2 separate regions of the Danio rerio genome follow, and region 2 is linked to region 1. A link is a contact called in public Hi-C data. All regions are on one chromosome and are shown on one strand. The core of a region is the stretch at or near the end of the contact, and the rest is flanking DNA. Distances in the headings are between cores, read along the strand shown.

The links. A called contact is a pair of places that touch in the nucleus more often than the background predicts.
Region 2: a Hi-C map of embryo shows a contact between it and region 1, with 2.9 times the contacts expected there. The contact joins two enhancer-like sites. A contact is called at or near these places in 2 of 18 Hi-C or Micro-C datasets (both in embryo).

Annotation. Positions count from the first base shown.
Region 1 is chr16:36,399,750-36,405,719 of GRCz12tu, reverse strand. It overlaps rragca (Ras-related GTP binding Ca), which reads right to left. Exons shown (of 7, transcript NM_001020635.1): 6 at 4,562-4,710; 7 at 4,270-4,479. The coding sequence ends at 4,328. Among named protein-coding and RNA genes, the nearest start is that of rragca, 16 kb to the right of the region's middle. Within about 2 kb of position 3,624, at least 3 of the 62 cell types and tissues checked have an H3K27ac peak or open chromatin away from gene starts, as enhancers often do.
Region 2 is chr16:36,864,227-36,870,196 of GRCz12tu, reverse strand. utp11 (UTP11 small subunit processome component) reads left to right here. Exons shown (of 8, transcript NM_199998.1): 6 at 30-160; 7 at 368-478; 8 at 643-920. The coding sequence ends at 726. Among named protein-coding and RNA genes, the nearest start is that of utp11, 6.9 kb to the left of the region's middle. Within about 2 kb of position 3,741, at least 9 of the 62 cell types and tissues checked have an H3K27ac peak or open chromatin away from gene starts, as enhancers often do.

The DNA.
Region 1 (5,970 bases), core at 2,375-4,874:
AACACGACTTAGAAATAGACAATTCCAGTTTCTAAATTCAAAACACAATTTAGAAATACATAAATCCAATTCGTAAAATCAAAACACAATTCATAATATATACAAATCCAATTCATTTGGTGAAAACATTTATGATTTTTACTTGTGACTTCACAAATTGTGTGTTGTATTTATTAATTGTGATTTGAATTTACGAATTGGAGTTTGTAAATGTGAATTGTGCTGTGCATGTATGAATTTTTTTTTTCAAACGTATTATTTTTAGACTCAATATTTTATATTTCTGACTCAATATTTGTATTAAATGGATTGACCTTAAAATGGGTCTGAAAGATTAACACACTGCCTTAATGATCCATCCCAAACATTATGGTTATTAGAAATTAACAGCTTAATTAATATTATACATAATTATATTATACATATTATGCCTATATTCAGTACCTCAGGATAATGGCAAGTGTAAAATTTTTAAGTAATTAGGCATAATTGGCTTGTGAATGCTTGTTTTTTTCAGCCATTTATAAAAATAGACTTACTCAGAAAAAAAACCTTAAATCTAAAACAGACTCCTATTTGACCAGAATTGTTTAATTATTCCTTCACAAGTTGTAAGACGAGTTGCTAGTTTTGACCAACATTTCTATAGCACATCAGAGCAGTAGCCATTTGAAGGATTTTTACAAGAAATTAGAAGCTTAATGAAGTGCACAGAACTGCTGTCGGTGTTTTATTGCCAGTAAATTGCATTGACGTGGAGGTCTCATAATGAGTCTTGACAGTAGCTGCGAGGCGTATCTGCTTTTTATTGGCTTCATGTGATACAACTGCGTTCCTCAAGCTTGTATTTAACAAGACTCCACGAGTAATGATGCCTGAGCCAATAGTGTTCTCATAAAACTGAATTAAGCTTCAACACTTGGAAAAATTATATATATTTAAATAATAATAATAAAATGTAGAATTACCAGTATTATTAATTGACGGTCAAGTAGAGTACCTTTTGTTTAATGAGTCGCAGTCATTTTTAATTTTTTTGTAAAAGGACACGAAGAGAAGAAAGTATAATAGATGATTAGAGATATCAAAGACTAAACTGCTTTAGACGTAACTCAGCACAGGAATACTACACTAATACATTCTACCAGAAACTTACATTTTCACTTATAAAAAATTTTGTCCTCAAAAAATCATACAAAAACAAGCAAAAAATCATACAACTGAATGATAGAAAGCTTCCTTAATCATGGTCAGCTTCTCCTACGTCAAATGATGTCACTTTCGAGTCGTGTATTGCACGAGTTTTATGTTAAATTTAATGCAAATGTAACAGGACTGACAGAAACATGGGGACAATTGTAAAATAGAATTTATTTATAATTTCATGTTTTTAAATCAATTTATGTCAATGATAACAACTTAAACTTATTATTTCTGAAGTTTTTTTTCTAAATAACAATTTTAGCATAACAAAACTATAAAGCTGTAGGTTCAATTGTGCTGAGGACAAGGACGATGACAGACTTAAATTTGTAAAGTGTTTTGACATCAGAACGACGTACAGAAATCAACCATCGGACTATTTTAGAAATTTTTGGGATTAAATACTTTTTATTTACTGTATTTATGTTTTTATTTTAGGAACAGATCATGCATGTTTGTAGTATAATGTCCCATAAATTTATGATAGTCCACATCACACCATGTTGTTTAACATTAATGGAAGTTTAATTGCAGTCCTCTGGCGCCCTCAACTGTCAACAAACCGAACGTCGAACCGAACTTCAAATTAAACGAGACAAATTTAACATAAAATAAATGTAAAACATAGCACATAACTTGCCATCTCAGTTACTGTCTTTGTGATTGAACCATATGGTCTCTTAAAATAAAGGTATTTTTCGCCCTTAGTCTACTTTATGTCATCGGTTAATTTTACGATTCAAAGCGGAAACTTTAGAAAGTGAGGTGATTGCGCTTTCAGGTGCTATAATTTCAATTCATGTTATAGTTTTATGTGGAAAAACGTCGAGTATTTAAATTGTTACTTACGTATCGATAATCCACTTAAAGAGAATGCAGCCGACGTGACTGGATTTGGTGTCTGTTGAATGTTTCGTCAATGAATCATTTAAAACGGTTGTCTGAACTGCAGGCGTGAACTAGATTGATCTAATGAACTTAAAAGATTCGACTCTTTAGATTTTCGGTAAAATTTATAACTTAAACTTCAAAATGATCAACGAACACTTACTTATTTGGACAACGTTTGAGATTCGTGTAGCAAATTAAATTGGACCATAACGATACAGTGAGTTTTACAGCTGAGGAAATTAACAGGTGAGTAAATTGAAAAATATTTAAGCATATCTACCACATTTAATTTATGACATACATTTTAAAAGTTTATTAAGGAATAAACCATAATCTTAGAGTGTCATTTGAGCAAAAAAAAAAAAAGCTAGATTTCAACGTTTATTTCTAGTGTTTCAGTGAACATTTGTTCATTTTATTTTTGCTCTTCCAACTTATTTAGTAACTAAGAATTTGTTATAATAAGTTATAAAAATGGCGAGGCAGTGGCGTAGTAGGTAGTGCTGTCGTCTCACAGCAAGAAGGTTGCTGGGTCACTGGTTCGAACCTTGGATCAGTTGGTGTTTCTGTGTGGAGTTTGCATGTTCTCCCTGCCTTCGCGTGGGTTCCCTTGGGGTGCTCCGGTTTCCCCCACAGTCCAAAGAAATGTGGTACAGGTGAATTGGGTAGGCTAAATTGTCCGTAGTGTTGTGTGTGTGAATGTGTGTGTGGATGTTTCCCAGAGATAGGTTGCGGCTGGAAGGGCATCTGCTGCGTAAAAAACTTGCTGGATAAGTTGCCGGTTAATTTCGCTGTGGCGACCCCCGATTAATAAAGGGACTAAGCCGACAAGAAAATGAATGAATGAAGTTATAAAAATCATAAAACAAAAGGTGTCCCCATTTCAGTTGTGTGGACAATGATAGCACATGAGTACTGTTTTCAGTGTGTGTTTTATTTCTCATAAATGATAACACCTTTGGCAAAATGCGAGACAGGCATAATGTGTATCCTATAGGCCTATGTAGTCTGAGAAACAAGAATCACAAGCAAGCTTAAAGATAAATGTGTTGTGTTCTTTAAGTTTAATTTAGTTGCTGTTAAACAAAATTAGATGAGAGCTGATTGCAAGATAAAATGAAGCATCTCTAAGGACATGCTTGGAATGGGTTTAACTGATTCAAATGTCCTGTCACTTCAGCCGTCTTTATTATCTTTATTTTACAGCAGATTTCATCAGAATTAAAAACAACATGCTGATTGGTGATCGGGAAAAGTGAAAGCAAGTATTACAAAGTTTTAATGCGAGCAAAACTGCATTGGCACCTCAGAACCGGAATGTAAGTAATTAAGGTTCATCCTACAAAGTGCTAGGATTGCATGATCTATCCTCCAAAGATGCTGTAACGTAACTGAAGGGCAACAGTACAGCAAAAGCAGTTTAAATTGTGTTAGTTAGGATCCCTGAAATCCTCTGAGGTAAGTGCAATCACAGTGTCCCAGAGGTCAGTTGGAACAGCACAACTCCTCCTCATTCTTGTGTGAGATGTCACAACATCTCTGGGCCCCAAGCCAGTGTGCATACACAACACCCACCCACCATTTCCACCACATACATGCATTAGCTCCCACAGTCGAGACACATTAAATCACATTTCAGTCCCTTTCATACACAAAACATTTGGGTGACCAAGTGTGCATATGTGCATTAGGGGCTTGCATTAGGACAACTCTACATAAGGCTTCAGAAGTATACACTCAATATTGTTGTGCACTGCAAAATTTTCACAGACGTCTGCCACATTCATGTGTTTAGGAGTAAACCAGTTTAAACTTGGCTACTGTGTTAAGTGACCAGCAACATATCATACAGCATTCATCCAAGTTGTCAGGAGGTTCAACCTGACAGGGTGAGGTTTCTTGCTGTGCTTTTCCCCCCAGTGACTTGCACTTTTGTTTAACATGTTGTCTTGAGGAACAGTTTGTTAATGCCTTTTAGTCACAAAAAAAGTGTTCCACCTTCTTTTGTGCCTCTTCCCTTCCATACATGCGTGGCTTTGCAAGCTTACCCACATTACAATTCTGCCCCACACACTGCAGCATGTTTGTTTTAGTGACTCTTTTGCTTATAAAGCTTTTGGGAGCATTAATGATGGTCAGCATACTCAGAATGCGGCCCATCCTGTAGTCTTTCTCTTTTATTACCTTATCCATCTTCTCCACACTTTTCATTATTGTCTTTATCACCTTCTCTCTACACAGTGCTCCTTGGGGTTCCATTTAAGGCAACAGTTTTCATAAGAGGGGTGCCAACTGGCTGGTTGCTTGTCCTTGAGGTGGAAACTCCCACCTCGAACACCTCATGAATGGCTTTCCGGAAACAGTGGAAATTGTAGTCTATTAATCCTGTGGCACATAAAGGAGAAATCAAAACAACTGTCGATTTAGAAAATCAAAGACTCCAATATAATATATTGCTGAGGTGTACCTTTGCGCTCAAAGCTCTCTTCTCTCAGGATGCAGACCAGAGCGAGGAACTTGGTGACTTCTTTCAGGTAGAGCACTGTGGTGTTGTTGAGTTTGATGATGGCCATAGATTCCTTATCATATGCACTGCCACTGCCGTCCTCTTTTAATCTACAGAAATCAAAGCATACATTCAGAATGCTAAATGGTTACAAACTGTGTTTGTCAATTCTTCTTCTTCAAAAGTTTTCCCACTAGAGGGTGCATGTTCAAAACAAAGACATAATGTGGAACATAGGTCTCAAACTCAATTCCTAGAGGGCCGCACCTTTGCAGTTCTGCTCCAACCCCAATCAAACACATTTGATCTAGTAGTGCTGTGTCCCAATTTGCATACTATCGGTCTTAAATATTACTGGAAAATAGAATCAGGGCGTACTCGTACTATGTTATCCAAACCAGGCCCAGGCCCATTTACCAGATCGTTTGAGAAGTGTGAGTGCTCTAAATCGGGCTCAGGCACGGTTCACTTGGCCGGCTTGAAAGAGGTTCACCTGGCCCGGTTGAAAGAGGTGTGCCAGAGTGTGGTTTACTTGGGCTTTGGAACGGTACGCTTGTAGTGTGAGTGCAAAGCACACCAGAGCCTGAAACTGAAGACAAGATGTGACCTATATGGGACTGTTTCATTCGGATTAATTTATCATTCTTACTGTTCAATGAACACAAACTGTTATAGAAGCAAACCCCTCACTGCACGACAGCTGCACCTTCAGCAAACCTCCTAATTCCTGCAGCAAGAGGACTTTAAGATTGTTTATGAGCGTTAAAAGTGACTGTTCTGTTCGGTGAAATATTTGACTGCGCGTCACTGCATCCCAAGCGATTAAAACAATATAACTAAAGAAAATGTCCACTGTGCTGAGCGAAAGCACTTACTGAACAGTGCATCATCGATGACATAAGCGTGCCCAGGCCTGAATGTAATGTAAGTGTGGGCAGTCGGGGGAAACGGGAGGGGGGACAAGCGTGCTTTGGCCCGGTTCAGGGCAACTGTACATAGTGTGAGTACGCCCTTAATAGGTCCCAAATCTTAGTATGTTGAAGAGTGTGCCAAAGGTTAAGTGTAGAACAGTCCATACTCTAACTTCTGATATTACCCACAGTACATTGCATGTTGGTCGTAAATTCGAACAGAACTACAAATGCAGGTGAAAAATGTAACTAAACTACAAACATGATGAAAGTGCGAGACCAAATAGAGAGGCTTCAGTAAAAATGTTTGTATAACTGTTAAATACAATCTAGCCAACTGGAACATGTTTCAAATCGCGTTTCCCCATGTTATATTTTTATTAGCAACAACAACATGAACTTCTATAACGACGCGTTTGAACAATAACTTCTAATTGCAGAATTATCCAAAGACCGGAA
Region 2 (5,970 bases), core at 2,492-4,991, 460 kb before region 1:
CATTAAATGTTTGTATTTGTTCTTACCAGTAAAGAACTTTGACCTGGCTACACACCTTAACACAGTGCCTGAATTGGTGGACCGAGCGTATAACAGACCTACAATAGAGACGCTGGAAAACAAGAGCATTGTGGGAGCAATGAAGGCCAGAGAGATAAAAGTAACATGTGTTCTATGTACCATACTGTAATAAGTAGTAACATTATTCTTTTGTTGTTGTTGTTATCATAATTATTCTCATTCTTAATATAAATAATCCATGAATTCTGCAGTGTAAATTATATAAATGCATTATCTATTTATTCATCATTTAATACTTATTTTTTTTGCCACAATTATTGCTCTTTTTCTTGTCTATTCCTTCCAGAGTCTTGCTAAAAAGAGGAATGAACAGTATCTGAGGCTTTCAGAGCGTATTGACAGAGAAAAGAAAATGTTTGTCATTAGTCAAAAGATTCAAACCAGAAAAGATCTACAAGTGAGTGCATTCATGAACCCTTTCAACATGGCTGTTCTTTTTAATTGTGCATGGCTATTCATCAATGTCTTTTTTGTTATTTTTCTTATGAGTAATTGCTTATGCTTTAGGTCTTTTGTTTTTATTATTGATTGACTTCTTGGTTGTGCTTTTATCTCTTGCAGGATAAGGTGAAGAAGGTAAAAGTCTGCAAAGAGACCAGTACTGCTCCTGCCATCTATAAATTTCAGGCCAAGAGGAAAAGATGAAATCTTTGGAAGCGGTCTGTTTTGTTGTCATCAGTCAGCTGTAAGTCCAGGAGGTGGACTTAAAATTCTGAATAGATTTTTCACTTCTGTATAATGGAGATGCTATGCTGGGAATCTTGCACATATAAGGCAAGAAGTTTGTACATATTTATTGCAAATAGGTTTTTGCCATTACAATAAAATGTTGTCTGTAATGTTTTGCAGTTTGTTGGTTTTCTCAATAGATGGCACTAGCACATCTCATCTGATCTCATCAAATCTACAACCAGAATACAAAAGAGCAACTTCAGTGTCAATTGATGTTGGCATCTGTTTTTAAAATGTAACTATTGAGCCTTCAAAATTTATCTTAAACTTTTTATTTAAAAAACAAATCTTTTATTTATTTATTTACTTATTATTATTATTATTTTTTACTGCTGAGACTTGAATTAAATTCTTATATATTCATGGATGGGGCTTGTTAGATACTGTTCTACTACTTTCAGTTGAGTTGATTTTGATCATTTTTCCTTCAAAATTTGAACAGTTATATGTTAAGATGTACAATGATCATTGATTTTTGTGTTTATTTTTACATTTATACATCCATTATGCTCAGTGACAATTCTTATTTTTCATGCTTTTGATATACATATATATATATATTCATTCATTCATTCATTCATTTTCTTGTCGGCTTAGTCCCTTTATTAATCCGGGGTCGCCACAGCGGAATGAACCGCCAACTTATCCAGCAAGTTTTTACGCAGCGGATGCCCTTCCAGCTGCAACCCATCTCTGGGAAACAGTCACATACACTCATTCACACACACACACACACACACACTCATACTCTACAGACAATTTAGCCTACCCAATTCACCTGTACCGCATGTCTTTGGACTGTGGGGGAAACCGGAGCACCCGGAGGAAACCCACACGAACGCAAGGAGAACATGCAAACTCCACACAGAAACGCCAACTGAGCCGAGGCTCGAACCAGCGACCTTCTTGCTGTGAGGCAAGCGTGCTACCCACAACACCACTGCGTCGCCATATATATATAATTATTTTGATTTAATGCATAAAGGGACATTATTATTATTATTATGTGTTCGACGGTAAGGCAAGGAATGTGGACAGTAATACATTACTTAAAAATTGAGTAAAAAAATGAAGAAATTAAATTTTAGTTACTTTTTTAAAAAAGTAACGAGTTTTTCAGATTTAATTAAATTAATTTAATTCACTTTTAAAATAGTAATTTGCTGAATTAAAATGAGTGTTGGCATGATGAATCACACTCAATAGGAGAATAAGCTCCCTGTGGGAACAGACAAACCTATATGGCAGGGCCTATTACTGTGATAGAAGTATTCTCATTATTTTGAACACATGGAAGAAAAGGGGATTGTCTTAATGGACAGTGGTTTTACTAAACTAATAAGACAAAAATACAAAAGTAACAAACCCATTGCTTTCAACTTTCATTAATCTGTATGGCATGTAGAGAGTCAGGAAGTTTTTTTTGAAGGGCACCTATGTTGAAAATCATCTTTTGCAAGCTGTTTGAACAGAACTGTGTATGTGTAGTGTATAGTGTGGCCACAGTAATATTGGAGTGATATAAAAAAGATAAGTCTTTTAAAAATATAACCCTCCCATTTTGAGGCTCACTGCAATGTGATATAGAAGTCCACCGCCTAACGAATTGATTGACAGCCACAAATTAACATGTTGCTGTAGTAACGCATATAGGCCTAATAATATCCACAAAACAGGATGAGTGCAAAGCAACTGGGAAAAAAGATCGGGTCAACTTTCTGTAAGCAATCATCATCAAATGTGAACACGAATGAGTATTACAAGTTTAAAACGTTTTCAACTGAATGTTTGTTTACCATCTTTATCACCACAGCCGAATGTCAGTACAATTATAAAAGACGTTTCAATCCCGGTTTGTGGACGTTAAATCAGGTTTATTTTCTACCTTAACAACGGATGTCTATACAACAGTGAATATTAATGTGTGTCCTGTCACATTTGCCGTATAAAAACAGCAAAGTTATATGTGCGCAGTGTGTGTGTGTGAACTTTTTAACTAGATTTTGAATGGTTTGGTAAAGTTCTTACTGTAGTATTTCTCACAAAAGTTACGTGAGATCTGCTTGCTTCATGCCTGTCACTGCTGTTTATCTGATGCAGCTGAGGCAGGTAAGAAAAAGTAACTCAAAAGTAATGTGACGCATTACTTTTCATAAAATAAAATAAAAAGTAACACAGCTAGTTAATTTTTGCGGAGTAACTCAATAATGTAATGTGTTACTTTCAAAAGTAACTTTCCCTACACTGATGATTATAACTGAGGCTTGTCTTCAGAGGTTTTCTGCAAAGCTTGGTTGTATTTGCTTTTCCTCTTCATTTAAATACACAGTATTCTGTCTGACAGTCTGGTTCCTCGGAACTTTAAATGGCCCACTTTTAAACACTCTTGTATCAATCTCGTCCCTGCTAGTGCAATTGTTCATGTGAAAGGTTGAGCTCTGTCTGCGCAGACTGAGCTTTTTGTGTCATCTCTGCATGGCTTGATTGATCATGCAGGTGGCAGCGGCTTCATAAACAGGCCTCATCCATTACCCTCTCCTGGGACAGAGAGGAGGGGTGAATCAGGAACAGGGAAATGTCACTGTGTTCTCGAGGAGCGATCCCGGAGTCTTGTCTGTGCCAATGCTGACCACAGGAAAAAAAATGTTTGTAATGCATATACACTGTACTCTCTAATGCTCATGCTAAACATGTTATACATGCATGCTATCCCTTTTTGTGAAGGAATTACAAGAGGGTGTTCAGAGTGACATGAACATGCGCCTCTAAGCCTGGTGATATTTACAAAGCAGCTCCGTGTGACCTATCAATATTGACCTTCTGTATTTGCACAATTCTCAGCCAAAAGAAGTGACAGGCGTGGAGTGTGCGTCATGTGGCGGAGTATTCATCACCGCGACCGCCTCGGTTTGGACTGGAGGGTCACGCAGCCGTGTGCGCAGTTCCGCTCTGCTTCCGTCTGTCATCGCACAGAAGGCCACTGTTCTTACTGAAGCCTGTCTTTCATTCAGATCAGCTTTTGCACTGGGGTCACGGCTGCAGGTCTTCCACTGCAGTGTTGGTAGTGACCCCTAGATTCGAAAGATATCTGCCAAACATCCTCTACATTGTGCTGTAATGTTATTCACATTTGGAGATGTAAAAGAGGCCCCTGTGGAGCTCTCCAGTAATTTGTTAAGGGTTTGGGGTTGAGTTGATGATGGCTGTGAATTGGCTCATTGGATGGGATGCCGTGTATTTAAGTGTATAAGTGTGATGATATACTGCAGGTCACCGTTGTTTTTGGATTAATGCATCATTATGATGTATTGATGCATAATAATCATTAATTAATTTCTTTTTTTTTAAATGCCTTTCTTACATTTAATATATATATATATATATATATATATATATATATATATATATATATATATATATATATATATATATATATATAACAAGTAAAATATAAGTTTGGTTGAACTATCCCTTTAAATCACATTGTTATTGCCATGGCCACATCTTTGTTTTGATTCACAGAAAATAAGTTTTGTCTAATATTTGGTCAATAAGTAGAAATTGTATTTCTTTTTGTAATGGCATCAAAACTGAGATGGCGTAAGTTTGACTGGTTGGATAAAATATCTTTACAAAAACACATGCAGCATAATTTGGGGTAATTTACTTAGCATTAAAGGTGCAGTATGTAAGTTTTGACACCCAGTGGTTGAACAAGGTATTGCACTCCTGGATCAAAACAACCACAAGCAAAGGTTGCCAGATTGAGGACAGGAGCGAGAAAGAATTTTAAAAGAAGTTTTTGTTCTAACCACCACCTTGAATTGATATATTTAAAACGGCTTCTATTTCTCACAGGTGAACAACAGAAAACTTTTACAATGATCACTGCAGGTAAACCTCATGCGCTTTATTTAGTGTTAAATGCTAATAATGTCAGTTTGAATGCCATTTTACATGACATTTATTGCCATACTACTGACAGCAGCAGCAGATAGTTTTACCTGAGGTCTTGAAAATACAATAAAACGTTTGAAATTGATCTTTAGAACTAAACATATGACATTTAATAATATTAAAGACAGCTAATATGTATTAAATAGATTATAAACCTTACCATTCCGTGAGTGCATATTGTGAGTGCTTCTGAATAAATTGCTCATCAGCGTGTTGTTGGGACAAGCCAATGTTTACGTTCGTAATATTTATATTAGGGATGTTCCGATCAGTTCTTTTTTTGCCCTCAAGTCCTAGTCATTTGATTTTAAGTATATGCCAATACTGAAAAATGATCCTATTCTTCTATAATACATAAAAAAAGAATAAAAAAGAGCAAAGCAACAGATCCAGGATGTTCCTTTTTTTAATCCACTTTAAAATTCAACAACTCTGTTAACAAACAGAGCTCTTCTGTGAGGTAGCTTGAACAATCAAGTAATAAATAACATAAATTCTTTGCTTTTGGACTTCAGTGCAACAATAAATATAAAAATAGCACCTCAACTTAAATACCCGGCAGCCAATCCCGTTTACATATCTCAGTTTGTTGAGACAATTTTGTCGTCATAACTTTATAATACCTCCAGAACGCAAACATTCGCACTTTCCGTTAATGTTAAGATAAAGTGGGTTTTCAGGAGAAAAAGAGAATTCTTGGTTCTATTCTGTTGATCTGTTGTTGAAAAGCTGGAGTCATGGTTGGTTTGTTGTTAACCTGTAACCTATTACTTCCATAGTAGAAAAACAAATATGGAAGTCAATATATCTTTAGCGTTCATCAGAACAAAAAACTGTTTAGAACAAGTAAAGGATGAGTTTGGTTGAACTCTCCTGTTAACTTTTTTGGGGTGAACACAATTTGTTGTTTGACAGAAAATCTTTATGAATAAAAAAAAAAAACACCCTATATCAACTAGATAGTGCCAGACTCTGGCTGTCATTGTGTAGTCTGAACCTAGCACAAGTCACGAAGTAATGGAAGTAGCAAAAGATAATTTCTTACATGAGACATGCATTATTGTAAAGTGGGTGTTCAAGAGAAAAAGAGAATTATTGAATCTGTTCTGTTGATCTGTTGAAAAGCTGGAGTCATGATAGGTCTGGTAGTGTGTGTTTGCACTTTACTGTAAAGAAAGGGGTAGCATTTAAGCAGATTAA